Linked DNA regions of Sus scrofa: region 1 is linked to region 2. A link is a contact called in public Hi-C data. All regions are on one chromosome and are shown on one strand. The core of a region is the stretch at or near the end of the contact, and the rest is flanking DNA. Distances in the headings are between cores, read along the strand shown.

The links. A called contact is a pair of places that touch in the nucleus more often than the background predicts.
Region 1: a contact with region 2 is called in a Hi-C map of liver, with 5 times the contacts expected there. The contact joins two enhancer-like sites. A contact is called at or near these places in 3 of 47 Hi-C or Micro-C datasets (embryonic fibroblasts, liver and skeletal muscle) and 1 of 2 datasets of contacts at active chromatin or transcription factors (alveolar macrophages).

What each region holds. Positions count from the first base shown.
Region 1 is chr2:145,108,367-145,111,458 of Sscrofa11.1, forward strand. No RefSeq gene overlaps it. Among named protein-coding and RNA genes, the nearest start is that of NR3C1, 180 kb to the left of the region's middle. Within about 2 kb of position 1,390, at least 10 of the 83 cell types and tissues checked have an H3K27ac peak or open chromatin away from gene starts, as enhancers often do. A contact at or near this core is called in liver, where this site is marked.
Region 2 is chr2:144,935,993-144,939,116 of Sscrofa11.1, forward strand. It overlaps a transcript of NR3C1 not described here. Among named protein-coding and RNA genes, the nearest start is that of NR3C1, 7.9 kb to the left of the region's middle. Within about 2 kb of position 1,634, at least 8 of the 83 cell types and tissues checked have an H3K27ac peak or open chromatin away from gene starts, as enhancers often do. A contact at or near this core is called in liver, where this site is marked.

The DNA.
Region 1 (3,092 bases), core at 140-2,639, 170 kb after region 2:
TAAGCAATTCGCTTTACTTACTGCTTACTATTCAATATTGGACTTTGAGTCTGGAATGTGGTTTGAAGAAAAATATTTTCTTCTTAACAGATTGTCCTTGGGCAATGAAGAATGTCAACAAAGCTAAGAAAAAGCTTTATCTGCAGTTATCTGCCTCAGCAGAGGTGTTTGTTTTTATATCTCTCTAGCTTCATATGTTGCTTTAGGTGAAAATGATAGTGATTAATTTCAGGCACTGCTGACTTTGACGGAGCAATAGGTTTGCAAGATTCCTGAGAGGCTTGTCTTCCTGGCTGTAAAGGGGAAATGGGGATGTGTTAGAGGTTCTGAGCCTTTCTGAGAGGGATGGATGCTCGCTGATGTTTGGCGAGCCCTTCTCGAGCACCTAGTATGTGCGCTAGGCACTGTTAGGCGTGGGTAGTATCGGTAGTGCAAAGGTCATTGATCCCAGAGTGTTAAGACCAGGCTTTGATTCCCAGCTCTACAGCTGACTAGCTGCGTGTCACTTAGCTTTTTGGAGCCTTGATTCTGTCTGTAAAATGGATACACACTCTGCATGTGCAGTTTGTACAAAATGACTTTACAAGCTTTCTTAGGACAAAAAGCATAAAGAGCCATGTATGCATGAAGTGGAATTCTTGTAGCATTTGAGCCATCCTTTCTTGGCATTATTCACACAGACTTTACCGTGCGGCTTGGGGCCAGCACAGGGCCTGGCATATTCTTGGAAGTGGGGAGAGAGGGAGGAGGGGCAGAAGAACTCACAGCTCCTTGGCCTGGGCATTTCAGTTTCAGTTCTTCCAGAGCAAAGGTCTGCGATAAGGGTAAACGAACTGGGAGGCAGGTGCTGAGTTAGGTCTGCGCTGACTCATCCCAGGCCAGGCCTGGGCACTAATCCACCTTCTCCTGCCTACTGACCACTGAACCTTTGAGATGATTGCATTTCAAAGCTATAGTCTTCAAAAACTGCGCTCATGTCTCCCCACTCTGCCCACTGCACCAGGCTACTCTGAAGATCAAGTAAGATAGTTGATGTGTCTGTGATACAAACAAGATGTCTGCTTATCTCTATCTTTATTTTCATCTGCTCCCTTTTCAACAAAAGGCTTAAAGGGAGGTCTTATATTATTTTATGGTGTGGTTAGGGTCCTGTTCTCTTGTGAACATGAGCGACTACCTGTGGAAAGTTAAAAACAAGACAAAAATAACTTTCTAAACCCTTTTAGGGGAAAGATCACAGTAAAAATGATGAGAGGTGAGTTAAGAATATTGTTGTGAAAGGGGGAGAAGGGAACTCATGATCAGTAGCCAGCAAGGAGGGTAGGAAGGACAGGCGATGCATGATTAGGAGTCCTTGGTTGATGGTCGAGCTGATCAGAGCAAACCCCGGTTGCTATAGCAACAGACCCATCTTCCCTGGGGGGAGACAGCTGGTCCATCAGAGGCAGGTCCTGCTCTCTTCCTTCAGCTTCGGCATTTACTGGGCAAGGATCTCTGCTTGGCCATGACCTGAACTGCACCCTGGTCCGGTGTGTGAGCCTCCACAGTAGGGTCTTCTTTACGGATCAACAGGGCAAGGCCAGGTGTACAAACAAGTGATGTTTGCAGGCCGAGGAAACAGGGAGTTGGGGGCACTGGACAAGCTCAAGAACAACTACCTGAGCTAAAGGTAGCAGCTGCTCCAGTTAAATAAAGCCATTCTGGACTATGATCCAGTTCTTCAGATCATTCAACAGATAAAGAAAAGCAAGACATCTGGATTTCAAAGGTAAAATCTGGTTTTAAATGTTAGAAATATTGTGTGGGGCCAAGAAACTCTCTCTGTGATGTACTTGTTTGCAGTCTCCAGCTTAAACCATCATAGGTACCACAAACACTCTTATAGTTTTTTATGTGGATTTCTCATAAGAACCACTCAAGCTTATGTACTCTCTACCATCTCAGAGCACACAGTCCTTTTCCTTCTTAGAATAGCTGCAGTACACATGGAGGGGACACAGGCACTGTAGTGCAGTGTTTGTGAGCTTGGACTCTGGAGTTGGACAGTTCTGGGCTTGAATTCTGCTTTATTTCTTCCCAGCAGTGTGACCACAGATCAGACACTTAAACTTTCTGGGCCAAGGCTTTCTAATCTGACATGGAGCTAATTACATTTTGTTCTTCAAAGGGGTATTGTAAGGATTAATTGAAATATAGGTGTTCCCATTGTGGCTCAGTGGTAACGTACCTGACTAGCATCCATGAGGATGCAGGTTCGATCCCTGGCCTTGCTCAGTGGGTTAAGGATCCAGCATTGCTGTGAGCTGTGGTCTAAGTCACAGACATGGCTCAGATCTGGCACTGCTGTGGCTGTGGTGTAGGCGGACAGCTGTAGCTCCAATTCGACCCCTAACCTGGGAACCTCCATATGTCTTGGGTGTGGCCCCAAAAAGACAAAAAAAAAAAAAAAAGAAAGAAATATATATAAACTACTTGGAGCCATGCCTGGCATAGAAGTGAATGCTGACTAAATGTGAAATATCCTCATTGCTAATAATAGCAAGCTGTTGAATAGTTTTTCAAGAATTTTAATTTAATCTCACCAAACATTCTTGAAAGCAGTAGTTCTCACTCAAACTTCTAGTTTTATATCCTTCTGAGCGATGGGCCCAACCTAGGTCCTCAAATGCTGGTTTATCACCACCACCCCATCATCATCATCATCACTAATATTACCATTTATCATCATCTCCACCATCACAACTGTCACCATCAGCATCACTGTAACTGTCACCGTGAGCATCATATAATCACCATTATCACTGCCAACATCACCTCCATCACAACTGTCACCATCAGCATCATCACCATTATCACTGCCAACATCATCACCTCCATCACAACTGTCACCATCAGCATCATCACCATTATCACTGCCAACATCACCTCCATCACAACTGTTACCATCAGCATCATCACTATTATCACTGCCAACATCATCACCTCCATCACAACTGTTACCATCAGCATCATCACCATTATCACTGCCAACATCACCTCCATCACAACTGTTACCATCAGCATCATCACCATTATCACTGCCAACATCACCT
Region 2 (3,124 bases), core at 384-2,883:
TTCTAGGTGGAACCTCTCAGCTCATTTTGAGAACCTACATTTCCATTTTGGTGCCAATACCTTATTTCTTTATTAGGTCACACTGGGCTTTATTTTATCCTAAGTTAGAAATGGTGGAGTTAAAAGATCAAAACATCCTGGTGTAGGGATCCCTTAACAAGATATGACCATGTTTCACAGCAAACTAGGGAATGTTAGAAAGGACATTTGTTACCACTTTTTAATGGGATGTCTGTATTAGCCAATCATATTTTCTCTAGCCCCTTGTTTTTCAGTATAAGACCTGCATCTGACATACTGTTCTGTCATTTACTTAACTGAATGGGCTGAGGCCAGTCATTCTGTTCTTCTATGCTTTGTTTTTCTACCTGTAAAGAAGCTTAATATCTACCCCCCAACAATCTCACAGGAATCTGTAAGTCACAGAGGATCATGCATACAAAAGTAGTTTTTAAACACCAAGCTTGGGAGAACAGGGAGGGATATGCAGAATTTTGCGTCACTAATTCACCACAACCAAAGTAATGACTAATTTTATCAGACATTGTCATGACCTCTCTTAGCGCATTCTCCGCATAATCAGTGAAATAGGGGTCATCAGTGGAATGGGTGGTCTGAGGGTTTCAGCAGAGGAGTGGCAACGGAGAAGTGTGTGGAGCCAGCTGTGCCCACTTGGGGAGCTAATGGTTACATTTTCCGGAATTCTGGTAAGTCAGTCATTAATCATGGCCAAGATTAACAACTAAATTATTTAGAAATGTATAATGAAATAAAATAATCCTTTAAAAACAAAAGTAATGAATGCTCCACACTTTACTTCTTAGTTATTTTACGACTAGCTATGTTTTCAGGTTACTTCTGTCTGCGCTGTATACCAGCTCTCCTACATAACGATAATGATGGGACACATCTTTCCCCCACTCTGCATTCGAAGATGTCATTTCAGCAGTTTGAAACCAGTCGTGGTGGAGTATTTACACCACAGAAGTTGGAAAACCATGTAAATCAGAGCTTGATTCATTTTGCCGATTGTCTAAACCTAAGAAAGTGAGAGAATTTAACAGTAAAGATTGAATTGCAAAGTGTGTTCGTTTATGATCACGAAAAAATGGAGGAATAGTTTTCCAGCACGTGAAAACTATTATCGGATCAACAAAGAAGCACTCATGGCATTAACAAAGTGCAGTCCACGTGTCCACCTTTTTGTTTCACTTTCATCTCCTTCATTAATTAAAAAAAAAAAAAAATCAACCATGGTTCATGTTTGAACTTCAGTGGCATGAGCAACTTCTTTGCCAAATTGAATATTAACCAAACATGATCTGCTTTTGCCAAACACAATTGAATTGCAGCTGTAGGTTGATTATAGATATTAGAGTTTGGCAAAAATCAATCAAGCCATTCAGTGAAAATCAGTGGGATTTATTGTAAAGTGTTGTATATTTTATTATTTTTTGGTGAATAATGTTCTCTGCATTCTTTCTATCAGTAAAATGTGCAATAGATGGATACAGAGATACTCCCTCCCGGCTCTTGTTAAACATTTATCCGCAGTCTGACTAAGGACGGGCTCTCATTTACTACAGGAAAGCTCATTCCACAAGCAGTCTGGAGCCTGGGTGTTAAGAGCTAAGACCGAAAGCAGGAGGGGGCGGGGCGGGGAAGGTGGAGATTTGGCCTGGGCAGGTGGCAGTGGAGGTGGGAGGCTATGGTGGGACAGGAGAAGCGTTTTGGAGGCCAAGGAAGGCAAATTAGCCATGTAGCAGCTCCCTGGAAGAGATGGACTTTCAGGAACAGCCTGTGCTAAGGGAAGACCTGCTGGCGGAGGCTGAGAAGGCGCCATGGTTGGGGGAAGTGAGGGCACAGAAAGCTGTCCCTAAGGGATGGAGTTGGGAGCAGCATGTGGAAGGAGATAAGGAAGCAGAGGCAGCTCTAGAGCTCAAGTCCGTCTCTTTGAAGCACATGGAGACAGCTAGGCTTGATGGCCTTGCCCTGGGAGAGGGGAGAGGGAACCCCCAAAACTGGTAACATGTCATGACAAACTCAAATACTCAGACATTTTCTTACTCATCTAGAACTTATTTTTATTTTTTTCTTAATTTTTAGTTATTTATTTTTTTAGGGCTGCACCCTCTCCATATGGAAGTTCCCAGGCTAGGGGTGGAATGGGAGCTGCAGCTGCTGGCCTACACCGAAGCCACAACCATGTGGGATCCAAGCTGCATCGGCAACCTATACTTTAGCTCAGGGCAACATGGAATCCTCAACCCACCAAGCGAGGCCAGGGATCAAACCCTCATCCTTGTGGATGTTAGTTGGTTCGTTACCGCTGATCCAGGATAGGAACTCCTCATCTAGAACTTTTAAGATTTTTGCCCACATAGGAGTTCCCATCGTGTCGCAGCGGAGACGAATCCAACTAGGAACCATGAGGTTGCCGGTTAGATCTCTGGTCTCGCTCAGTGGGTTAAAGATCCCGAGTTGCCATGAGCTGTGGTGTAGGTTGCAGATGCGGCTGGAATCTGGCGTTGCTTTGGCTGTGGGGTAGGCCAGCAGCTGTACCTCTGATTAGACTCCTAGGCTGGGAACCTCCATGTGCCGCGGGTGCGGCCCTAAAAAGACAAAAATATAATAATAATAATTTTTTTTTTTGCCCATGTAGAGGGAGCAATTGTTCATCCCAATCCCAATCTACAGTAGATTTTTTTCGCTCATTTTCATTGTAAAACTCTTTCACTCAGTCCCCTTGTGCTGCACAGATATTCGTTTTTACTTCCCAGGATCTCGTTATTCTTTGCCATGTCATAAAAGAGGGCCTCTACTATAACCCAGCAAACTTCTGGCTACCACGGCCCTCCCTGCTTCCTCCCTAACCACCTACAACGTATAGTCTGCCACACAGGTTGTCGTTTTCAGCTTTAACATTTTAGAAGAGAGGTTGATAAATCTTATGGAATTTTTAAAATAGTACATGTTTTGTGTGTGTGTGTGTGTGTGAGAGAGAGAGAGAGAGAGAGAGAGAGAGAGAGGGAAAGGGAGGGAGGGAGGGAAACGTCTCCTCCCCATTTACCCAGCCTTTCAATCCTAATGACCAGAGAAAAGAAAATTTCTCAGCTGAACCACC